2 separate regions of the Zea mays genome follow, and region 2 is linked to region 1. A link is a contact called in public Hi-C data. All regions are on one chromosome and are shown on one strand. Each heading gives the region's core, a stretch centred on a gene start, on an enhancer-like site or on the middle of the called end of the contact. The rest is flanking DNA. Distances are from core to core; before and after follow the strand shown. Region 1 holds the start of LOC100283220. Region 2 has its middle 64 kb from the start of LOC109942279.

Region 1 (6,331 bases), core at 1,474-3,973:
TATTAATTTTTAGACCCTCCATTTTATTCCATTTTAGTCCCTAAATTGCCAAATACATCCCCCTAGTCTCTAGAAACCAAACATCCCCCTAGTTTCCATTCCTCTCATTACAAAATAAAAAGAAAATAAGGGCACCAAGAAAACAAAGACAGGTGCTAACATCAACGGAGAATGCATCTAATGGGCAAAAATCACTCCGAATGGCAAAGATTAACATAAAAAAGTAAACCATCTCTACGTATGACAAAAACAATAAACATGAACCTGAGCATTCAAGTAGTTTTGGGCTAAGGGTCCTTGAGGGAAATATTCCCTCGATTAGGAATATCGTGTTGTTTTGGCTTTTTAAAATACATAGATTTTACTATGCATCTAGACATAGTGTATATCTAGGTGCATAGCAGAAACTTACACCTAAAAATGCCAGAAATACTTGCAATTAGGAGTGTGGGGAGTAGTATTTTTCAACGATTAAACGTCTTTTGTAGGCCATATTATATGCCCAAATAAAAAATCGCAAATAGATAAGAAACAAAGAACTTACGAAAATTGTGGCCCCTCATACACATTCTTAGCATCGGGGTTATCACGGTTCAGCGCCCTCATATTTTCAATTGTTAGTTCATCATCATTAAAGTTGCAGTCAAATTCTAGGATTGGACCTTCTGGTTTTTTAATAGTGACAACCATCTGAAGTAGTGGTTTGAAAGATTCCTCATCTGTGCCACTTTTGTCATCCTCATCATCCAAATGTTCATCTGTATCAAAGTTGGTGTATATAACAGCTTTAATTGTCTCCCCTGCAATCTCCCTTTGGAGGGTTATTGACTGATCACCAGGATTGTCTATGATCTCAAAAGGGAAGTCCTCTGGTAGATCAATGTGCTGCACAAAAATAACCAAACAAAAACCAAACCAGGTGTCATTGGATATAACAAATAGAAATAAGCACAAAGTTTATAACAGTAGTAACGCTTTAAACAATAAGGAAAAGAGAGAATAAAAGGAGTTACTACAGATCAGCAGGGGGGAAATGACCCAAACATAAAGTACAGATTGCATCTCAAGGTATAATCTCTGAGATATTAAAATCCAGGACACACATGTAATCCTGAATGCATCACTTCATGGCACTCACAATGATTAATATCACTATAAATTTGCTAGGTTCTTCAAGAAACATGTAAATTTCAACTATTCACAAATTTTGACTCTAGCTTTCCATATAAACTCCTACAGAATTCAGAAAGTGCACATGGAATATCTAGCAAAACCATCTTATTACAGATATGTCAAAGTTCACTGTCTAAAATATAGCAGGCCAGAATTCAACTATACAATGCTAACCAAGATTTTCAAAGGAAGTGCAGTCACCATGGTATTCTAGTAACCAAATGATCTCCTGCCAAGTCAAGAAAACCATATCTGATTTCCCCCTTTGTTTTATGAAGTTTTGTATTTTCTTAGTATTGTGTGATCACTAAATTAGGTTCCCCTTTTCATTATGTAATCAAATATGGCAGATATCAACATTCAGAGTTTTCTAATGGTGGCAGACAAATACATCCAATGGCCAATAGCATGCCTACTACTGTCGTCCTGACAGAAATACTAGGAACTGCCAATCCTTAACTCTGCAAATCAGCACGGTGAGTTCTAATCCACAGGCACTTAAACTCCAGAATTTCACCTTCTTTGGAATAGAGGATTAATAAAACATAGGGATAGGAAAAATGTAGGAATAGAGTTGCATGACACCTTCAATTCCATAGGAAAATTTCCAAGAGGTTGGACCTCATGTTAAAAATCCTCCAAAATCTCACTACAATGCTCCATTCCATAGGAATTTTATAGGATTTGTAGCGATTCAATCCTTTGTTCCAAAGGGCCACATAGGAAAACTTTATATAGGATTTCAATCCTTCAAAATTCCTTTACTTTTCCTTTGTTCCAAAGAAGGCCTAAACATTTTGTGACAGACGTGACACTAAAAATGACTAATTTATGGATACCAAAAAATCCAATGGAAGCATCTGGTAATCACCTAAGCATCATGTCTGAGCTAGAGATAGTTCTAAGTTGTAGTGTAGGTCCAGTACACAGAACTGCAGCCATGAGCCAATCCAATTAAGCAATTTCTACTTCAACAGAAAAGGGACCACCTGCCATCTCCGTTAAATTGGAAGCCAATTCCTTGCCGCCTCTAATAGAAACAGCTCTATCTAATAACGGATTCCTAATCCCATTCCAATAAAAATGGTAGCCCTTCGACTAGAACTCTGACCATTACTAGGTGAAACAAGGTTAAACTAATGATGCAGATATGGAATCAAAATACGATACAGCCAATCAATCAAATAAAATGAAGAGCGAACCTTGTCGGTGTTGCTCTCCTCCGACTGGACAACGCACTCGATCTCAGACTCGACGATGCGCCTCAGGTTATCGTCCGCCGAAGACGTGGAGGAGGACGCCGGGGACTGCGACGCCAGGAAGCGGCGGGCGGTGGTCCCCGCCGTCGATGAGGTGGCCGCAGGGAGACGGCGGAGGAGGGGAACGGGCGCCGAGGAACAGAGACCGCGGCGGACAAGAGCGGAGAGAGGAGAGGAAGAGGTGGAAGCGGCGCGGCGTAGGAGCCGAGCTGCGAGGGACGCCGGCGACATGGCCTTAGAGCCGTGGAATGTGGTTCCGCTCTAGGAGGGGGTGGACGGCGGCCGGTTGTGGAGCCTAGGGTTTTGGACTGGGGTTTATTAAGAGTTTTGAGAAATCTGAGCCCATGTGTACCGAAGGCCCAATTGTATGTACCCAAGCATATGAACATCGGACTTTCTTTGTTATCTATCTAACGGACCAAGAAGAAGTTCGCTTTCTTTGTTGGCCGAGTGTTAAGTTTATTATTAAGGCCCTACCTAGCAGAACTGAGTATGTAAAACGTGTTCTAGAGTGAAATTATTTAGCAGCTTTATTAAATTTAGGATTCACCAGTAAATTATTTAAATACTGGAGTATGTAGCAGCTTTAGATCTGTGAAACAGATATTTTTAGTTAAAATAACCTATTTTGCTCTTCCGAGTTAATTTGGTATATCTATTTGTTATATACTATACGTGTCATGTTGATATTTTTTCACAAAATATTGTCTTTTAAAAAATGCAATATTTTCACAAAATACTCATGAGCATTTAATATGTTCAAGAGATATAAATAACATTTCTAAGACAACGTATCAATACTATTATTCTTATTCATATATAAAGAGAACTAAAGATTAAATGAACAGTAGTCTTTCATTACATACTAGTTCCAAGCTTGAGCAAGAAACATGGTAAATTCGTCACAAGATGTCTTAGTGGCGATATTAGCTTTCGTAGTAGTGGCATCTAATGTGACAATGTATCAATTGTAGTTTCATGTATTATTCTATAAAGTTAGAATCACAGTTAAAACGAGCAAAATTTAAATCTTTGTTATTATGTTCACGAATAAAATTGTGAAGGACCATGAAATAACAACCATTTTCTGCTTTCACCTCGGAGGCTCGGACGATTAGACATTTTGTATTTAATTTGCCACTTCATTTTCAGTGTTTCAAAAAAACTCTTAATCTCTACTACTATTAAGAGAATAGTGTAGACCTCACACCGTGGGTGGTGCACGGTTCTGCCTTCCACCCGCGACACCCTCCGCTCCGCACATTCCCACCGCTCCCTCGCCCCCAGATCTCGCGCACGCCATCAATGCGCGGGCAGAGCCCCAGCCCCCGGATCCATGGATGACCGGCGTGGATGGCGCCTCCGCTTGATGTCTCCTCCGTCGATCCGTCTCGGCATTGAAATTGTCGCTGCACACGATGCACTCCACCCTCGGCCGATGCTTCCCCCGCCCAGCCGCCTGCGCCCGCGGCTACATCATCCAGCCTGCCGCTTGCGCTACCCACGATGCACTCCACCCACCTCCGCCGCTCGCCATGGCCTCCACCCAACTCACGTGCAGCAGGTTCCAACTCCCAAGATCTAGGTCGGACACCGACGCACACCACGTCAGTAACGCCAAGCACCACTCGTTCGACCTCGGCAAGAACCCGCCTCTCCGTCATCGCCCCCCCCCCCCCTCCACTCTCTCTCGCTTGCTCTAGCCGATCTATGTGCATGGGGCTCAACGGATGGAACAAATCCTCGTCGATGCTCAGGTTCGTGCCCCTTCTTTCCCCTTCTTCTTCCGCGAAAGGTCCATGTTTTCACCGATCTAGGAGGTTTTGATCGGGCTTTATGGCTCTGTTCGTCGAGATCTTGGGAGTTCATGGCTGGCGCATTTCTCCGTAGCCCGAAGCCAAAAATTCCCCCACCCCAAGGCCGCATCCTCCTGCAGCCTGCTCGAAACCCTCCTTCCTCCTCCTGAATTCGTCAACCGGTCTCCCAAATCGGAGCGACAATCGGATTGTTGGGTCTCGAGACTGAGCTGTGCTCCAGTCTGTGAGCTATTCGTTGATTTTCCAGCGTGAAGGCGCCGGTCTTTAGGATAACTTTCTCTTGCCCCGTTGGACGTGGACTCGTAGAGTATCAGAAAGAGGTAGATAAATTTCAAAATTGGCTGTAATTAGGTTTTAAGATTAATATATTTGGGTTTTAGCGTGTGATTGCCCCCTGTTGATACAAAGGGGATTTTCCATTGTTATGCTGAATGTCACTGAATTGAGTCATTTAGGTTTTTTCTGAAGGTTTCGGTATAAAGCATTTTGTGATTTATTAGGTAAATGGTGTTATTTTGCTCCCCACTAGGCAAATAACGGACAAATGTAACGTTTTATGCCTGCATATGGCCAGGAATGATTCATCCATTCGGTGGGATTTAACAAGGCTTACTGTATTTTTGGTCTAGCCATATGATGATAATTTTAAGTGGTTTCTCCATCATATGCTTTTTTTCAGGGTGGACATTCTTTGTTTTTTTATTGTGGCCTACAACTTTGCATGCATGGGAAAAGCTATGTTTTTTACTGCATTTGGCTTGGAAAGTTTGGATGCAACAGTGCAGCACCATTTGGCATCATATTTTTGGGGCTTATTGTATAGAATGATTGTTGTCTAATTTTATGATTTGACTGTTGCGTTGGCAGCTATTAGGGAAAGACTCCACTGACATTGACATTGCGCTTGACAATATGACGGGTCAGAATTTCTGTGAGAAAGTAAATGAGTATTCAAAGTTGATATGGGAGCAGCAGAAAGGAATCGGTGTTATCCAATGGTATGTGATTTTTACTATGGTAATTCTAATGAGTATCTTATTACTGTTGCTGCTTGTTCGTGGGGTTGGATGATCCTTTTAAGTAGCCTCTATTTGTTTCTATTCCCTGTCACAGGCTGTTTCTTCTTGTAAGTAATCAGGTGAGGTGTATGTTTTTCTGGGTTGACGTGCTGAGAGTTTTTCTACTCTTTCTCCTCTCCCTCGTACAATTTGTTCTCTCTTATTAATGAAATGATGCGCAGTTCTCCGGCGTGTTCGAAAAAAACTGTTGCTGCTTATACCATTTTGCACTTGTTTGGCTGAAAGCAAGTGAGCTGTTTGAATATCCATCAGCTTGGATAATGATTTTTTTTGCAGTAACCCCGATCAATCCAAGCACTTGGAAACTGCTAGGATGCTTATTCTCGACATCTGGATTGATTTTGTTAACTTGCGGTCTGAAACATATACTGAAAACAACCGTATCCCTACAATGGTGTGTACTTCTATAATCCCTTTGCATGGTTATTAGTGACCTTGTCATATTATCTATTTGCAAGTTGCATATTATCTCTGTTTGGCGTGGATTACTTTGTTAATTTGTTGTGGAGAATTATATTATTACAATTAAAACACATGTTGACTCAACTACATTAGCCACTGCCCTGAGGGATTCAGATCTTATCTTCATAACAGCTGGGATGGGAGGGGGTTCTAGATCTGGTGCTGCTCCAGTTGTTGCCCAGATATCAAAGGAAGCCGGTTATCTTACAGTTGGTGTTATCACCTATCCATTCAGTTTCGAGGGCCGTAAGCACTCTGTACAGGCAAGTATTTGAGCCCCCCTTCACTCCTGAATTAGAATTCAAATTGTCATATCTCGTTCTGCGACTTTCTTTTGTTCGATGGAAGCATTAGTTTGTAGTCATAACAATGACATGCAGCCACATTTATTGCAATCATGTATATAATGGTAGATCAAAGAAATGTAGCATCATGCCATCACCTGTAGCTCATCTCATAATTTTTGTTCCTACTTTTCTTCGTGGTTGATGCCCAAGACAATATACAACTATGTGGAATCTATTCTAATTAATCCATGATT
Region 2 (6,524 bases), core at 1,059-3,558, 180 kb before region 1:
AAAATACTAGCAAAAAGACTGTTCCACGTGATCGGTCAACAAAGAAACCCCGGTCACCTGCTAAAACAAAACGGTCAAACAAAACGGCCCGAAAGGCGACACAACAAGCATCGCCTATTCATTCTATGAGACCAGGGTACTTTCCACCTATTTACTCATCGTGGGTATATTATCCTGTTCAAACATGGAATGGCACGATGATGAATCCATGGTACATGTATAGTCCCTTCGTCTATCCAGACTGGGGGGCACCTCCATTCTATTCCTTTTGATCCATTGATCAAATGGTCATGGCCGAGAAAGATACAATCCGAAACGGCCTTTATATTGGTGCTTTATTGAATAATCTCCATATCGAAAAGCCGGTGACCTACATCAGGTTTAGTTCATATGCTTTTGGTTCGTCAACCTTCACCAAAAGGCAGGGGTGCATATGTTGGAAACCAAAATGGTCGTGCGGACGGTCCGCCCTGAGACCGGACGGTCCGTGGTCCGGACTGTCCGTGGTGGTGGCGCGGACGGTCCGCGCGTGCGCAGAGTCAGTTAGGGTTCCTAGTTTCTCGCGGGATTTGTTACCTAAAACCGCGGGATTAAATCGGAAATTAGTTGGAAGCGGATCCAGACCTCCCCTTTATATAGATAAAGGGCTACGGCCGATTGGACCCCCGAACAATCGATCAAATCAAGTCTATTACTCGTTTTTACCTTATGTATTAGGAGTAGTTCTAGTCTAGTTCTAGTTTAGCCCTAGTTTAGTATTCCAATCCCCAAATTCTCTGCCTCTCCTCGACTCTACGTCGATTAGAGGAGTCTAGGTCGGTCTGCCCGAGCCTAGACAACTCATAGGATCTCTCCTCCCCGACGGGGTCCCTCCCGGTTGCGAGATCCAGGCGTCGCCGGCGATCTTCTGCCGCCCCTGCGCACGCGCGGACCGTCCGGCCCTAGGGCGCGGACCGTCCGGCCGTCAGGTAGGGAATCCTAGCTCCTGCACCAGGTCGCGGACCATCCGGCCCTGTGCCGCGGACCGTCCGCGTCTGAACAGAGAGCACCGCCGCCTCGCGCCAGGTCGCGAACCGTCCGACTCTGTGCCGCGGACCGTCTGCGCCTGACCAGAGAGCACCGCCGCTGGTTCTTTTGAGTGATTGGCGTCTCCAAAACAGTATCATAACAATTTCGGTCGTTACAGCTTTGTACTGTTGAACCTCTCGCCTACTGCAAACGTAAACTTGTTCCGCGGTATACTAGAGGTCTATTCTTAGGATACTCTATAGATGTCCAAACAGTGCGGGCCGCCCGTTTGGCCCGTGGCACGGCACGAATTTAGCCCGGTCCAAACACGGCCCGGCACGGTCGGTTACGGGCCCGGGCCGGCACGGCCCGTTTAGCGGGCCGGGTATGGGCACATACGGCGGCCCGCGTGCTTTGGCCCGGCCCGGCACGATAAATGGGTCGGCACGACGGCGGCCCACATATGTATGTAAATACTAAATATGTAAATACATTTAATTCTCTCATAGTATGTAAATACTAAATACGCGGCCAAACATATATAAAATGCATACATAAATATAAAATGCATACATAAATATTTTGTTGTCTTAATATATATAAATAATATGTTATTATATATGATTAATTATGTTAAATATATGTATTTATATACCGTTCTACTGTTGGTTCGGGCCAGTGCCCGGCCCGGTCCGTTGAGGCCCACCGGGCCAACGGGCCGGCCCGGCACGATTTTTTCCTGTGCGTGCCGGGTTTGGGCATGTCTCTAGGCACGTGGGCCAGCCCGACCCGGCCCGAAGCATCAACGGGCCGTGCCTGGCCCGGCCCTATTCGTACCGGGCCGAAACGGGTTCGGGCCGGGTCCGTGCCGGGTGGCCCGTTTGGACATCTATAGGATACTCTTATGATAGAGAGAGACTCCTAGCGAGCATGTGGAATCTCTGCTCCGCAGGAACACCAGTAGCTAGGCGAGAGCAGCCATATTTTACACACGGTAAGGTGCAGACTGCAGAGTGCAGACACAATTACGCGTGAACCGATGGCGCGCCCCTTTCACATTTTGCATGATCAACTTCAAAAACATTAAAAAAGATTAAACTTGCACGATCATTAGCACGCACACACGCACTGACCAACAAGTGATGCTTTTTCGCTTTTTTGTCCATACTCGGTGATGATCACACGCTCCATTAAGCCAATTAATCAATCCCGCCGTGTCCCCGAATCTGCCATCACACTCCAGTAGTGCTCTCGACCGTCAAAGAGGCACCAACCTTCCTGCCATCTTCTTCTTCCACCTCTTGCTCCCCTATAAATGCAGCCACTTGACTCGACGCCCACGCACCTTACACAACTGAGCTCACAGTCACATGCACAGGCCGGTGCTATATATAATCATATCAGAGAGTTAGATTGTGACAGGTGGTTTTAGCTAGCTAAGGTACGTACAACCAGTGCCAGGGCAATTATCATCAATTAAGAAAAAGAGAGATCAGAGAGAGGAACTTACTAATCATGAGTGATCTGAAGTACTCATCCTACACGAGGCTGGGCCTGCGGCGGTGGCGACGGACGGCGAGGGGAGTCCGGCTCAGCCCGACGCGCATCACCGTGCGCAGGCTCCGTGCCAAGCTGTGGACGCTGCTGGGGCTCCTGGGCCGTTGCGTGCGCAACCTACGGCTACTCACGAAGGGCCGGATGGCAGCGGCAGCCGGTGCTGTGAAGGCGAGCTCGCCCCCTGCCGCTGCCACCGGCAGCAGGAGGTTTCTTGTGGCCGGTCAGAAACGCTCCCTCGCCGGAGGGAAGACCGGACGACAGGCCGCCGGGGACGGCGGGAGCAGCAGCAGTAAGCCACCGCGGCGGCCGCCGTGCATGCGGTCCAACTCCTTCTACGCACGCGCCGTCGCCGAGTGCCTCGAATTCATCAAGGGCAGCAACGCGCCGCCAGCGTCACCGTCGCCACTGGCGGCCCACGGCACGCCGCGCCGCGGCACCAGGTGCTGACACGCGGCGGCTGCGACGGCGACGACGACGACGTGAGTTTACCCACGCGAGTCGATGGTGCAGATGAATCGATCAGCTTGCATTGTAGATAGGATCGATACGCTCGCATTGCATCGTCGGGTTTCGTAGTGTCTTGTTTGGTTTATGTTCATCGTTTGAATCCTAGCTCTAGTTTTGCTTCTGCGATCGAATGAAGGGTTTATCACTTCATGCATCTGGATTAGTTAGATTGTTTAGTTGCAGAATTGTCAAAAATGATAATGAAAGTTGGCAAGAGGGTTGCCGAATGATGCAACATGTGTGTGCCAGATATTTTTGTTAAGGATGGAGCTTTCTTTATCTTGATTGGTCATGAGTGTTTTGAGTATGAAAATATTTCAGTTTGTGTCAGGCTCTGCTCGCCTTCGTCGGCATCTCTTCTCCGCGCACCGTATCAAGGAGTTATTTTTATTTCTTTTCTTGTCTTAAAATTGAAGCTAGTATTTCTTTTCTCTTCTCCGCGTTTGGTTTCGGAGTACAGTGATTAGTGTGATATAAAACGGAGTGATTCTAAAAATAGAAAATTATACTCAAATGTTAAACTATTTAGCTTACTAAAATCTCTCGCACGGAGCTACTCTAAGGATAGAGTCGTTCCAATCCAACCGACTTCGGAACCGAACGCTATCTAAAACTTTCAATTGAGACCGGTCTACGGCTAGTCTTATCTGAGCTTGTGCAAGCGAATTAATTGGATGGTGTTGCAATAAGCGGAATATGCTGCCGGAAAAAAATCTAATTAAACTTGTTGTCACTGATGAAGTGTTTGTTGATGGCTCGTTAACTTAATATTAACAAGAATGTTTAAATATGAACACAATGAATGAAGGGTTACAAGTTTGTTCAATGACAGGACGTGACAGGATGAAACGATCCATTGAATAAGGTTGTTTGGTTCAGGGTCAAAGGTTGGAACAGTACTAACCCAGTATTATCTCAGTTATTCTTCAAAATTAGAGGGACGAGAAAAGACGATAGAGACATAGAGAACGTCTCTGTCCTGGCTGTCCCGCAACAAACACACACTAAATTTAATGACTTGCTTTACCATCATGTAAGGGCCTATTTGAATTGGGGTGTGGGGTGTGGGTATATAAATTAATATATATAGCTGTTGCCGCGCGCTGAGATTATTGTCTGAATCCTTTGTGCGCGCTGAGAATTGACGAAAACGCTGCCACAGCTGCATCTTGCTTCCTGTTTTAGTGCATGCATGCTATGCTATCGCCTATCGGTCGGTCGTTCATGTTAATTATTATGCTATCAGATCGTGTATCCTATCCCAAACGATGTCATCTAGTCTTGCAGTAAGTAGATGTTAGTTGAAACGTTACTACACATGCAGCCACTCTCGATTTGTATATGGAAAAACAATCCTCAGTCTTGTCATGTACACGAAGCAAGACAGCTTACCTGTTGCCGGTTGAGAAGATAACCATTAATCCCCTTGTGTTGATGGAAACGTCTCATGCATGCCTAAATAACGTCTAAAATATATGGTCTCGTCTACGTCATGAATCAATACTGTATGTAGTACACAAGTTCCTATTACCATCAGAAGTGGCAAGTGTTCTCATCGGGTTGGACATTGCAGTTCACTATCTTCCACAAGCATAATTGGTCCACATATCCAAGACTTGAACAAAATGGAAGGTAAATCTGCACTGGACCAGAGCGTAAACATCTGCACACACCTTTGATACATTTGAATAATATGATACAGGATCCCAAAAATCTCGCTAGAAAAATGCGTCCCTGAACAAAAGTGGGCTTGCACAAACCCAGAAAGAAAGCCTACGAATTTCAGTGGGCCGGGCGTCGTTGCGATCTGCTTTTAATCGGTGGCTCCCTGATTCCCTCTGGCTCAACAGCTGGGAGCAGAAATCTTCCAGTTCCAAAAAGAATGCAAAAGAAACCGCAGCAGGAAAGGGGGGGGGGGGGGGGGGGGGGGGGGGGGGGGGGGCAGCGGATTCGAATCGGTACTGCACTACGACGACGGCACCATCCAAAAGTAAACAAAATACACGGGGCATGCACCTATCGCACGTAGCGATGAAAAACTGTCGGTAAACATTAAAACTATTACCGTTTTTATATTTTTTATCGAAAACAAAATCGAAAACGGTAACTCCGAAAACGAAAACGAAAACGATATTGATATTTCGAAAACATTAGAAACGAAAGTTCGGTGCGGAAAATACACCGGTAACGGTCGAAATCTTAAATACGATCGGTAAACATATCAAACTTCACAATAAAAAAATTAACAAAAGATCACAAAGACCACAAGTTCACAATTCATGATATAACAAGTTTACAATATAACAAGTTCACAAGGATCACAAATTTATAATATAAAAAGTTTACAAAGATCACAAGTTCACAATATAACAAGTTTATAGTATAACAAGTTCATAAAGATAACAAGTTCACAGACTCAAAGTTCACAATTCACAATATCCACTCGATTTAGTTGACATAGCATGCTTACTCATGAAATATTTTTTCCTCACATAAAGGGTTTTTTTCACAGCCTCACAGGAAAACCCTAAAATCTAATGTGTGGAAAAGACAGACTGTCAGCTCTCTATCATTATATATTATTAATACATAACATGTGCATAGAAAATGGTGGATTCGTTCGAGAGACCAAATCGTTAATCTCAACTGCCTTCTAACACCATCTATCCAAAAAAAATCTTAAAACGTCCAAAAAAATACAAAAATAAGTAATCCTTATCAGGAGACGTACAGGCGATGCGAAAAAATCACATGCTGGAAAATTCCGAGACAAAATTCCGGAAAATTCCGAGACACAAATCCGGTAATTTCCGACAAAAACCGGTAACCAAAGAAAAAGGTCGATAAACACCACGCCGATTCTGATAACGATTCCGATAAAAAATTCCGAAAACCAATTTTGTTTTCGAAAAATACTGTTACCGGTGAATCCGATCGAAAAATTTCGAAATCGGTTTCCAGAATTTCGAAAAATCCCGAAACCGTTTTCATCCCTAGTCGCACGCAGTCCGCCCGACGACGATGCATAAACTAACCCGACAACAAACTTTGACGGCGACGACGACATGTGCCAAAGCTTTTGCGGCTTCGGCTCTTCGCCGGAGTTCTCAACACGAGATGTCTGACTCTAGCTTCGGAGCACAAATCTTCCGGCTCCAACATTGTGTTGTGCATAGTTCCCAAGTCAGAAGAAAATACATGTTTTTACCCGAGCATGGCTTGGAGCGGGTAAAAGAAAGCAAAGAACAAATGCGAGATGTCTGACTCGTCTAGGAAAGATAAAAATGCGAGATCTTATAACATCAGTAGAGAAGGTCAATATCCATGTAAGGTCTTATTCGGTTAGCACTTAATCCATGTGGATTGAGTGGGATTGGGTGAGTTCAAATCCCAAGCAAGTCAAAGTTCTTTTAAAATTTTCCCAATCTCATCAAATCTATGTATAATGGGAA

The links. A called contact is a pair of places that touch in the nucleus more often than the background predicts.
Region 2: a Hi-C map of tassel shows a contact between it and region 1, with 2.5 times the contacts expected there. The contact joins the enhancer-like site here to the promoter of LOC100283220 in region 1. A contact is called at or near these places in 2 of 25 Hi-C or Micro-C datasets (ear and tassel).

Annotation. Positions count from the first base shown.
Region 1 is chr9:49,280,832-49,287,162 of Zm-B73-REFERENCE-NAM-5.0, reverse strand. LOC100283220 reads right to left here and starts at 2,723. Exons shown (of 3, transcript NM_001156122.1): 1 at 2,376-2,723; 2 at 545-885. The coding sequence starts at 2,663.
Region 2 is chr9:49,464,210-49,470,733 of Zm-B73-REFERENCE-NAM-5.0, reverse strand. No RefSeq gene overlaps it. Among protein-coding and RNA genes, the nearest start is that of LOC109942279, 64 kb to the right of the region's middle. Within about 2 kb of position 2,308, at least 6 of the 20 cell types and tissues checked have an H3K27ac peak or open chromatin away from gene starts, as enhancers often do. A contact at or near this core is called in tassel, where this site is marked.